Linked DNA regions of Mus musculus: region 2 is linked to region 1. The links are chromatin contacts, called in public Hi-C maps. All regions are on one chromosome and are shown on one strand. Each heading gives the region's core, a stretch centred on a gene start, on an enhancer-like site or on the middle of the called end of the contact. The rest is flanking DNA. Distances are from core to core; before and after follow the strand shown.

The links. Hi-C and Micro-C count contacts between places; a contact is called where the count stands out from the background.
Region 2: a contact with region 1 is called in a Hi-C map of Th1 cells, with 2.2 times the contacts expected there. The contact joins two enhancer-like sites. A contact is called at or near these places in 1 of 484 Hi-C or Micro-C datasets (Th1 cells) and 1 of 9 other capture datasets (embryonic stem cells).

Annotation. Positions count from the first base shown.
Region 1 is chr4:145,339,133-145,345,309 of GRCm38.p6, reverse strand. No RefSeq gene overlaps it. Among named protein-coding and RNA genes, the nearest start is that of Tnfrsf8, 27 kb to the right of the region's middle. Within about 2 kb of position 2,984, at least 32 of the 459 cell types and tissues checked have an H3K27ac peak or open chromatin away from gene starts, as enhancers often do. A contact at or near this core is called in Th1 cells, where this site is marked.
Region 2 is chr4:144,978,447-144,984,611 of GRCm38.p6, reverse strand. Vps13d (vacuolar protein sorting 13D) reads left to right here. Exons shown (of 70, transcript NM_001276465.1): 68 at 1,163-1,294. Among named protein-coding and RNA genes, the nearest start is that of Gm36317, 18 kb to the right of the region's middle. Within about 2 kb of position 3,336, at least 99 of the 459 cell types and tissues checked have an H3K27ac peak or open chromatin away from gene starts, as enhancers often do. A contact at or near this core is called in Th1 cells, where this site is marked.

The DNA of each region.
Region 1 (6,177 bases), core at 1,735-4,234:
GATACATCTTCTTATCCTCATTTGGACTCAGAGTTCTGTCCATAGAGAGGAAGAAGGGCTGTGGGTAACCAGGGATTTCCCTGTGGCCAGCACCTGAGGGCTAAGGATGGCTGCTTAGGATGGCTGCGGTGTTCAGGAAAGCCAAAGGGGAAATCCAGACTAATGTGGCCATAGAGAGTGGCCTGAGGTTGGGTCCACAGCAACAGAGTTTCTGTGGTACAATGGAGCCAGCCTGGCAGGAACAAGGCTACTCTTTATCTATGAAACCTTTGAAACAGTGAGCCCCCAACAACCTGGAATTGACCCAGGAATCTCAAGCTGGGAGAAGGAAAAAGGCTGCCATTTCTGGGAGCAGAAATCAGTATCACACAGTTCTGACTTGTCAGACCAGCTGGCAGGAGAGACTGGATTTGAGAAGATGGGCCAGTTTAGCAGGGTGTCATGGTGCACACATTTAATTGCAGTACTAGGAAGCAGAGGCAGTCAGATCTTTGACTTTGAGGCCACCCTGGTCTAGAAAACTAATTCCAAGACCACCAGTGTTACAAAGGGAAACCTTGTCCCCCCCCCCAAAAAAAAAAAAATTGATGGGCTAGTAATGAGCAGGACCATACCTTGACCAGGACTGCTTAGCCACACATACCTATTATCTTCTACCCAGAAGATGGACTGGGAGGGTGGGGGTGTGAGAGTGTGAGGGGGGGTTTGAGGGGGCTCACTGGACTTTTTTGTTCTTCCCAATGTGGCCACATTGAATAAATATCCTCCACCTCCGCCCCCGCTTTTCATTGTGTTTTAAAATTGAGTGTTGAAGAAAGGAGGTTGAATCTGGCTTATTAGGGCTGCCAGGGCCTATGCTTTGACCCCAATTACTCCTATAAAACTTTTGGTGAGCCAGCCAAGAACTGAACCTGAGGTCTTCAGGCTAGCACTCAGATAAACATTCCCATCACAGCACAAAGCTGAGTCCTTTCTGACCACAGAGTATTTCAGGTCCCCTCTCCTCTGGTTCTAATGGTGGTGGGCTCCTCTTCCCCGACCCAGTAGCCCCTCAAGGCAGCGCAAACTGCTTGGTTTTCCAGCCCCTGTTGTTGGGACAGGTTCCTGCGCTCATGCTGTGGATGTTTAGCTCTGCTTGGCAGAGGTGGGGACAAATGATCAAGTTTCAGCCTGGGGAGAAGGATAAGGGAAGGCCTGGAGTATTTTCCAGGTCTAGGATCTGATGTGCCCGTGGTATCCTTCCTGCTGAGGCAGGGAGTAGGATAGCAGATGAGTGTCCAAAGATTAACATGTGAAAGGCTATTGACCTGCATGTTTGGAAAGCTTCCTGCTCTTGGCTAAATCTCAGGAAACAAAGCTTGTATGTATGTATTTACATATGTATGTATGTATGTATGTATGTATGTCTTGCATAATATTCAAATAACCTATAAATAAAGGTCCAAAGGTCCCATCTCTTTCATCCTCGTCCTCAGAATCAGGACCCTAGTATGACTGTTTCTCTTCTTTATAAGTCATTTCCTTTCCATCTCTCCATGTTTCTGTACCATCAGTGTTATTAGCAACACTAGCTAACTCTTCCACCTCCTGGCAGGTTTCTGTCTACACAGTGAGAGACAGCAGGGTACAAGGCTCCTTCCTGTTCTCATGGGAATCAGGGGTAGCTGTGGGTAGAGGCTGAGCCTGGCACTCAGCAGCCACTCCCACCCTTGGAAAAGCCCAGACACTCTGAACCTCTTGAGCCTGTTTTCCTGCCTGTCCAGTGGGATCCAGCACTACCTGCATGGGCTGTTTGGAGGATGGAGTGATATTACTGGTTAGATACAGGAGCTTAAGGTCCCTGCCTGAACATGACTCCTGTCAGCCTTTGGATCACCACATGGGTCTTTTCTCTACCAGACTGGGTGGGTTCTCCAGGTCTTCCTGTCCTACTGGGCTGAGGCTCCTGGGGATGAGGTCTCCAGATATGGACTTTCCCCAGCCCTTGACTCTCAAAGGCTCTATGGTCATTGGCATAAGAAAAATTCACCACATTTTGAGCCCATGAAGGAGATTTAGGAGTGGCCACCGAAATATATGTCCACCTGGGACCTCAGAGTGTGACCCTGTGTGAATCCACTGCAAATGTTTTGAGACGAGATGGTCCTGTGTTAGGAATGCTCATCTGCAAACATGAATGTCCCACTTGAGTGACAGGTGCTACAAGTGGTGGCGTGTACCTCTAATCTCAGCTCCTCGCATCCCCTTCTGTGAATGAAAACTGGAAAGAAGCTGTGTCTGTGGAGACTCGTTGACTGATTAGAACGGCAGTTCTCTGGAGAGATCGGAATATTGCATGTCCGAAGATTACTTACTTTACCTTGGGCCCACCCTCTGGAACAGTCTTCCCTTTACCTTGGGGTGGCCCTCCAGAACAGCCATTCCTAATGACCTGCCCCCACATGGCATCATGTCTCTAATAGATAAAAAGCCTTTTAGCATCTAGTAACAGACAACCAGCTTCCATCAGCCTAAATGCTCAAATAGTATCCTGGGCATACAGAACAGCTTCCCCCATCTCACTGGACCTGCCTTTCTGATGTACCCACCAATTTATTTTAAAGTTTCCTTGAATTATGACTCGCTTCACTGTTTTAAAGTTATTAAAAAAAAAAAAAACAACTTCCTGAAACTGGTTCCACATTGGAACATGGAATTTGGGGCAATCTAAATATGTGTTCTCAGGCCATGGTCACTCAAAATTGCTCTAGAATAAATTCTGTAATCCCTATTAAGATGAGAGCTGTGGTTTTTTTTTTCACACTTATATGCACCGTACCTCATATTCTCATATGCACACATGCCCCAACACATGTACATAAGCATGTATGCACACACATGCTGCAGAAGAAACCACGTTCATCACCATGGCCTCAGAAGTGAGTCATTTAGCAGCCTGGGGGCTGCATGTCTTTCACAGAAGCCACCATCGGGCTTCTCCGTAGCTGAAGCCTTAACCCCAGTTTCTCTTGGTCTCACTTTTTCATTCTGACTTTGAAGGGCTGTTTTCAATCTCTCTCATGTGGTTTTGACAGAGCCCTGGATAACACTCAAAAGCCTAGCCTCCAGGCCACTCCCTGCTTTTCTGGTCAGTCCATCAGCTCTGGAAGAGGCCCAGAACTTCCCTGCTGGCCAGCCCAGCAGTTTGAGAGTTGGAAGTTAGAGAGGAAGGAGACAGGAAGATCAGAAGTGGTTGTCATGGGGGAGGGGTGAAGGGACAGGTGCTTAAGTGTGTCATTCAAATTTCCTCATCTTGTGCTGCTGAGAGCCATCCGAGAAGTGCTGGTTCAGAGAATTATGATATGAGCTAGCTGGGGAGGTGTGTGGACTGTTTGTGGTCACCAGCTGATGGCAGAGCTTCCCCAGGGTTACTGCCACCTGTATACCCAATTCAGTCCCTGCTATCAGTTTTCTCCTCCACCTTCTCTCTCATCCTCCCCTACCACCTTCTTCTCTGTTTCTCTTTTTCTCTCCTTCCAGTGCTGGGAATTGTACTCAGGGCCTCATGCTTAGTAGACAAACATTCTACCCCTGGACTATACCCCTAGGTTTTCTTTTTCTGATATGACTTTGAACAAGTCACCACTACACTCAATACCGTTTTTCTTTCCTTTCTTTTGAGACAGGTTCTTACTATGTAGCTCTGTCTAGCCCTAAACTCACAGAAGTCTTCATGACTCTATTTTGTGAATGCTGAGATTAAAACATATACAAAATGCTCCCTCAAGTCTTTGTGGGGGAAGTTGAGACAGATTTTCTCTGTGTGACAGAGCCCTGGCTGTCCTGAAACTCATTCTGTAGACCAGCTGGCCTGGAACTCATAAATATCCACATGCCTCTGCCTCCCAAGTTCTGAGACTAAAGGCATGAGCCACCACCACCCAGCTTGATACCTTTTAAAAAGCAATTATTTTATTTTTACCTATGTATATACGTTCATGTAAGTGTATGCCATGTGTGTGCCCTATGAGGTGAGCTGTAGGTCTACAGCCAGTTGTGAACTGCCCAGTGTGAGTGTTGAGAACCAGATTCAGGTCCTCTGGAAAAGCAGCAAGAGCTCTTAACTGCTGAGCCATCTCTCCAGCCTCCTCAACTCAGTATCTATCTACAAAAGACTTTTTTTTTTTTTTACAATGCCCATCCAGTGTGGTAGGGAGCATAGAGGTGAGCAAGACCTGAACTGCCCCCCCCACACACACATCCCAACTTGTGTGTCCAAGCTCTAGACTTCCCAGTACATGGCTTTATCTGAAGGGAAAACCTTTAGGAAGGTAAGCAGGTTAAAGTGGGACCCTACTCCAGTAAAATTGCTGTCCTTTTAAATAGGGGACTTCAGCAAGATGCAAACACAAAGAGGCTGTGTGAGAATGTGTAAGAGGGTGGCTGTCTAAAAGCCAAGGAGCTAGACCTTTGGAAAAGCCAGACCACCAATGCCTGACCTTGGGCTTCAACCTCCAGAATTAGGAGCAGTTAGATTTCTGTTGAGAAAGCATGCCAGTCTCTGGTGATTTTTCATAGCCCAGGCAGACCAATGGAAAGTAGTCCAGGCCCACTGTCTTGGTCTGAAATGCTTGAAACTAGGTCTAGTTTAGATTTCAGGATTTTAAAAAATATTTCCATACAGAACAAGACATCTTAGACAAAAGGCACAAATTCAAACACATGATTCGTGTGTGTTTTATACACAGGCATCCGTGGGAGAGGGCTGCCTGACACAAGAACTAGTAAGATACCTCTTCAGGTAAAAGTTCTTGGTGCACGAGCCTCACAGGCTGAGTCCTGCCCCATGGACCCTCTCAGTAGAAGGAGAGAGCCAAATCCTGCAATTTATCCTCTAACCTCCACAGTGGTGCCCATAAACTCATACACCAAGGAAGGAAGAAAAAAAAGAAAGAGGTGGGGGGAGGGGAGGGAGTGTGGAAGGAAGGAAGGAAGGAAGGAAGGAAGGAAGGAAGGAAGGAAGGAAGGAAGGAAGGAAGGAAGGAAGGAAGGAAGGAAGGAAGGAAGGCAGGCAGGCAGACAGGTCTGATGAAAGCAACTTAAGGAAGGCTTTGTACAGGCTCCTAGTTCCAGAGGGATACAGCCCCATTTGACAAGAAAGATATAGTTACAGGAGCCTGAGGTGGCTGGATACGTTATGTCTGCAGTCCAGAAACTAAGAGAGATGGATATTAGTGCTCAGCTCACTTTCTACTTTTTATTTAGCCCAAGTCCCCAGCCCACTGGATGCTGCTGCCCACATTCAGGGTGTATGTTCCCTCCTCTGCTGACACTTTAAAGAAATGTCCTCACAGACATGTCTAGCGGCATGTTTCCCAGGTGACTCTAAATTCAGTCAAGCTGACAATGAAGACTGAGGTCACATAAGATCAGGGGCAGAATTTTCCACTGATGGCATTACTCTGGCACTTGAAGTATAAATTTGGGGATGCTTTGGACTTTGAATTTTCAGGTTAGGGGTGATCAGTCTTCACTGTGATGGCTGGCATGCACAGAACAACTGCTCAATAAGGTAACGAGTATCATTGTTCAGGGAAAAGTCCTGAAACATAGAGATGCCTGCCTGGCACAGGAAGGCATCCTCCTATGGGGCAGATGAGACTCTGGAGTGTTTTCTCAAAGCAGAGATTGGATAGGCTTTCCAGCTTCCCCTTGTGAGATTGGGGACACCTACCTTGGGTGTTCAGCATCCCCAGGACCACATAGCATCCTACAGGCTTAAAGAGCTAGGAGAGGAAATGAGGCCCTGGAGAGAGTAAAGGGGACATAGTGATGCACACCTATATATAATTCAGCACCGAATCAAAGCAGAGCAGATTGCTCTAAATTCAAGGCAAGCCCGGTCTACAAAGGAAGTTCCAGGACAACCTCCCTCTTTTGCCCCAGAGATGAGATTGCAGCATTGCAATATAACTGGCTGGCTTGCTTGCTTGCTTGCTTATTTATTTATTTATTTATTTATTTATTTATTTATTTATTTATTTATTTATTTAGAGATGGGGGGGGGTCCTCACTGTGTAGCCTTGGCTGGTTTGGAACTCTCTATATAAACCAGACTGGCCTTGAACTCACAGAGATCTCCCTTCTTCTACCTCCCTAGAGCTGGGATTAAAGATGTATACCACCATGCCTGCCTAG
Region 2 (6,165 bases), core at 2,087-4,586, 360 kb after region 1:
TATATAACTCCTGGAAACACAACCAAGACTTAAGCACCCTCATACCTAAATATTTGAAAATTGTCTGGGAGTAGGAGACTCACTCTCTGGCTTCCTACGAACTGTCACATGTATATACCTCCCCCCATGGCACCTTCTGGACCCACAGCCTGGCGAACTCAGCCTGACCTGTGTCCAGAAACACTTGCAATGATCTTAGCTCTGCAGATAGCCTGTGGCAAGTTCCAGGCTTCTGCTTCCAGGATCCTACCCAGACTTGCCCTACAGAGTACCTCTTCCCGGTCGGTCTGTCTCCACTAGCACCGGTTCTAAAGTGCTGATTCAGTGCGGCTGCCTGCTCCCCTCGTTGAGGTATGTCTAGAGAGGGATGTTTTGCTTCAGTGGGTTCCAGGAACAAATAATAGAAAGTACAGCAAGTGCACAGCTAAGGACAGACCCAGTACAGGCTTATCAGTCATCTGAAGTATGTGCTGTCTTTCCAAGACAAATATGGACTCCTGTTTCTAGGAAAACACCAAAAAGTATTTATCAATTATCCTGTCTATGGTTTGTGGAAAAAGACAACAGCAGCCGACCCTGAAAGCCATAGCAAAGCAGATTCCTTTAGGCAACCAACAGCCAAGGGCATGAGTTAGAGCTGCTGCTGTGGCCTGGGACTAGCTCCTTCCCGTGGCTGCTGCATTCCTTACTCTTTACCAGGGAGACTGAGCTCACTCCATAGGAACCTGGTAACATGGTAGGTTCACACTATAGCCTAGGCCCCTGCTGTGTTCTTCCTGAACCCACGGCATGTCCCCAGAGGGCTGACCCAAAGAGACCCTTAGCCAAATGGTGTGGGCCACGGGAAGCTTGTGATAATCATCCTAAAGAGCCATGGTGATCGGTAATCTATGCTCTCCAGCAGAAGCCCAACAGATAGGTAATGACATCCTATCACACAAAAAGTGAAATGGGGAGCTAAGGAAGTTAGCACATTGAACGTCATAATAATTTAGAGCCAAAAGATCGTAAAGTCCAGTCTGAATCCACAGTGGGCATGTCATATACCACACAGTCCTGCAGCAGCTGGATTCTGTCTATTAAGCAATGCCTTTTCAAACAAGGAAGGAAAATCCTTTTAACCATGACACTTTAACCTCTTCTTGTCCATTTGCCCTTCTAGGACCCAAGCCCAGAGGGTTCGGAAACCACGTTGCTGCACTGGTCCCCAGGGGCTGCTTCCTCGATATTCTGAGAGCCAAGCAGAAGGACAGGAACAGCTCTTCAAGCTAACGGACAACATCCAGGACGAGTTGTAAGTGGGGGGCTGTAAGAAACAGCCCATTGGTCTACTGTTTTGCCTTGTCTGTCTTTGAGAAATTTCTTTATGACCCAGGAGCTTCATGCTGATACAGCCCTTGGAAGAGACTAAAGAATGACTTGTCCTAAATGTCAGATTGTAAATGACCAGTACCAGAGGGAATGGCTCTCAGCCTGCTCCAAAGCAGACCTCCCTGTGTTGTCTCTGCGGTATCAGTCTCTGTAGTCAGTTCAGAGAGGCCGGGGCATGAGATAGTCTCAGTCTTAAGGGACTTTTGTCCCTTATATATATTTTGTTTTGTTTTGTTTTGTTTTGTTTTGTTTTGTTTTGTTTTGTTTTTTGAGACAGGGTTTCTCTATATAGCTCTGGCTGTCCTGGAACTCACTTTGTAGACCAGGCTGGCATCGAACTCAGAAATCCGCCTGCCTCTGCCTCCCGAGTGCTGGGATTAAAGGCGTGCACCACCACGCCCCATATATTTTTTTTTAACTTTACTGTTTGCTAGAGAATGCTAGCAAACTGAAACTAAGAAGCAAATTATTACCCATCGAATATCCTGGAAATGCAGTTTTCTTAATTATTTTGTTGCTCTTACACATTTTCAGTTAGTGAGATTATTCTTAGCTGACATGGTAACCATGGTAGTCTCTGGTGCTATTTTGTGGAAATTCTCCGAATGTAAGGTGCTGTGTGACCTGTGCTCTCTTGACCAGGTGTGAGATGACTGAATTTGGGGCGTAGAAATGTCCTAGTGTAACTTGTATCCTCTGAGGTGAAGCGAACTAGGGAAGATTCTGGCACTGTGGGTGTTGCTGACTGGTGGAAGCGTTCAGGGGAAGATTAGCTCCTGGGGGTGGCCTTCAGTGTCATTGCTTGAGACAATACCAGAGGCCTCAATTCCCATTTCATATCTTGTTTGAATGAGAACATAGAAAACGAAGTCTAGAATTTAGGAGATAGGATATGGCATCTTCTTAGGTGTATCCTGCCATGGTATCACTGGAGTATCTCTAAATAGTGCTGTGCACTTCTTCCCTTGAGCCTATTCTGCTACCAACACATGCTGTGCACCGAGAGGCTTCAACAACAGAAACTTAGATCTTCATTTCTGAACGCTGAGAGGGCTGAGACCTTCCTATAAACTGCACTATTGATGGGATTTTGAGCCTCAGACTCAAACCTAGAGAGTCATTTCTCAGCAAAACGGAACATAATATAGACTCTACTGGAGTGTCAGCCAGTGATAGCTAGGGTGTCCCACTCACTGGAGAACCCTCTGAACCTAGAAGTGCCTGGGGTTTAAATCACTCAATAAACTCAGCTGGAGAGCTGCAGGTCAACATTTGTGTTAACACATGTCCTACTTTCCATTTCCCATGAGGACTTAGGGATACTATCAAAGGATAAGTAAGGGGTGAGAGATGTAGCTAAGCTGGTAGAATGCTTGCTTAGCATGCACAGTGCCCCAGGTTCCATGTCTAGCACTGCATAAACCAAGAGTAGTAGCATTTGCACTCAGGAGATGGAGGCAGGAGGACCACAAGTTTAAAGTCAGCCTCAGCTACCTTCCACAGTCAGCCTGGCATCCCTGTCTCAAAAAGGAGGATGGGCTAAGTAAAATTACAGATCTTTGGGTGTTAAATCTTAAATTCTTTGTTAACCCACCTCTATTTGATCCAAACCATCTCTGGTTCTTTGAAACAAGATTCATTTGTAATAGAATGATAGAAGAACAGAAAAACACTCTGGACAAATTGTATAGTCCAGGCATCGTAGAGTTGCTGCCCACATGGTACACACCCTGGAAACAGGCCAGTGAGCTAAAATCTGCAGCCAGGAAGAAATCAGCAAAATGAGTTTCATAAAACACTTGAAGTTTCATGTGATCTGGGCACAGTTACTGCCTGAATTTTAACTTTGAAGATGAGGACCTTGTATCTCCACCCACGCTGAAGGTGGAGCCTAGCCAGTGGGTGGTGAGGGAGGCATGTGACCCCAGTCTTCCTGGGCATATAGGAGAGGTCACAAGGGACCCTGGCAGACGTGGCTCGGAGTGTCCTCTGTTATCAGCCTGTACTCAGGGTCATGTGAGTGGTCTAGTCATCCCTCTGCAGGAAGGGCGTACTCAGGAAAAACTCTGGTGCCGACTTCTACCTCTGACTTTTATCCTAGATTTGTAATTAAAAACATGTTTAAGGACCTAATTATTTGCATATTCCCCTCAGAGTTAACCCGTTAAAGGAGTCTTTAATACCTTGCTCTACTGTTCTAACTAAATGTTTCCACATTTTTTTCCACTTATACTCACTGTTTCACTTCTGGAAAATATTGTGTAATTACTTCCTGATGGAGTGAAAACCCCACAAAGTCCCCAGTGCCACAGCAGCGTCAACTTTGATCTCCCACATCAAGTTGTATTTAGTTTTGTGGGGTTTTTTTCCATTTAATTAAACAGTATTAAACAGATTGTCACTGACATCCAATTTAAGGTCTGCTAAGGCTTCATAGCAGGCTCATCAGTTCTGTGCACCTCTGCTACTTCCCATTCTCCTCAGTCCTAACCCAGGATCCTGTATGGTTAACTTTTCTGAACAATGCCTAGTTTGTGGCTAGGAGTCACCCTTTAGTTGTTTGTTTGTCTTTTATAAAGTATCTACTCGTTTCGAATATTTTATCAAGTTGGCCCATTCAGATTGCAGGCACAAAGGCGATCGATCACAAGACCAGATCCTTGGGTTCTTTCACTATTTAGACAGAAAGGAATATCTAGGAGGTGTGTGTGTGTGTGTGTGTGTGTGTGGTTTGTGAGTGTATGTATGTATTTTTAATACAGAAAATATAAAGAAAAAGCAAAGGCAACCTTGTAAACTTCAGGTTTTTCTCCTTGGGTGCTTGTCTCCTAGAGGCAGGGGAGGAGGGAATTTTGAAGAAGAGGATCCAGACTAAAGTAGCATGCTAAAAATGTCACCTTTCTCTTCTAATGAAACCAACTCATTTACATGGTTAGCAAAATCAAAAAGAATTCAGGAAATGAGTAATAGTGAAATCCCCTTTGTTCCCTCCGTCCTTCCTTCCTTTGCTGGAAATGGACCCCAGGGCCTTACATGACTAGATGGTCACTGTTTCTCTCAGCCACAGCCTAGCTCCAGCTTACACTGTCTCTAAGCCGGGAGCTAACCTGTCAGAAACATTTGACACCTGCAGACTTGTATCCAGCAGTTTACTCAGCTGCGCAGATAGAAGTCAATGGCTTGCTTGAAGTTCTGAGGGCAACACAGCCCCTGGTATCCCACACCCCATGTTGTACCTATGTGCAGTGGGGTTCCTCCTAGCATCCTTTCTCTATTGTCTTCTAAATCCTTGGCCAATACATTGTTTCACTGTGTGCCAGGTCAAGTACAACTTTACAACTTTGTGGTGTTCCTCAGCAAGTCCATAGTCTAGCAAGTCAAAGAGACTTGTTTGGGAGGGGAGGGAGATAACATAGGAGATAAACTGGGAGATGTTCACTGTTATTTCCCTTGTTGCCCACTGCCTGTAACATAGACAGTTACTGTTCTAACAGAAGTCTGAGCTACTTGCCATGGGCCTCTGGTGGTTAGTTTAGAAGAGAGGGCCTCTCTTTCCTCTTCTGGAAGGCCAGAACTTACCCTAGTGCTTGTGTGTGTTTGTCATCTTCCCTCTGTCCTCACAAGACAGATGGAGTGTCCCTCCTCTGTCACCTGAGAGGCTTTCCGTCAGCCCACCTGTGGGGCAGCAGCAGTGAAAAGTGGCTATCGGTAGACTCTGGAAAGCCAAAGTCCATGTGTCAGCCATGTCTTGGCTGCTCTGTTGGCTGGAGGTGGGGTGCAGAGCCTGTAGAGAGCTGGCCTGCAGGTGGGCAGCTACAGAGAAAAGGGGGGCTGGAGGAAAATATCAGAAGAATATAGAGCCAAGAGGCCTCTGCTTTGCCCCATGTTAATTCTTCACAGTGAGTGACAAGTTTGGGATCGGGATCAGGAGATGAAGGGTCTGCCCCAAGCAGTTTGAGTGAGTCTTTGATGTGGTTTCCAGATTTGGGGTGTGTGGGAGGGTGTCAAGCAGACTGACAGCAGTGGTGGTGATGGGACCCAAAACCTTGGGTAATGGGTTGCAGAGGAAGCCTCAGGGAAAGTGGGGAAACAGCCATTGGCTATCATTGCCCAGTTTTCTCTCTTCTCCCAACCCTGGCCTTGGTTCTGATCTGCTTTTGGTTTGAAGGCATTGGGACAGTGAATGCTGTGAACAGCAGCAACCCCAGGGCATGAGCAGGGCTCCTAGGCCCAGAGTGAAGATACAGGTAGTGAGGGCTACTGTATTGCGCTTGTTCTGTCCCAACATGGATCTTCTCCGTTAACCTTAACTGAAGGAGTTGGTAGGCAGCACCATCTCCGTCAGAGATGAAGGAACTGAGTCACCAAGCTGCAAGAGTCTCAAACTTGTGGACTCTCCTTTCTAGCCTAGCCAAGATTTCCTTTACCATGCTACCTGACTTATAGAAGCACCCCTGGCTCAGAGCCACAATTCCTCCTTATTTCCTGGCCTTTGAGAGGACTTGAGCCATTTGTAGCCTCCTAGAAGGGGGTTGGGATGTATGCTCAGGTTCAGCCCCTGTGCCCTTTGGTATAAAGGCATCTTCCTGGGTGGCACCAAGGCTCCTCAGAGGAGGATGGAGCACTAATGAGAGGCTAGAGATCCAGTCTCTCCTGGGTGGTGTAATCCGTGTGTCTGCTTTCACCCTGCCTCCTGGCCTCTTTTTGAGTCTCCTTAGAGATTTCCAGACAGCCTTCATGGCCCACCTGTGCTCTAGAGCAAAGCTGTTTTTGTGTGTTCAACTCATTTTCCAT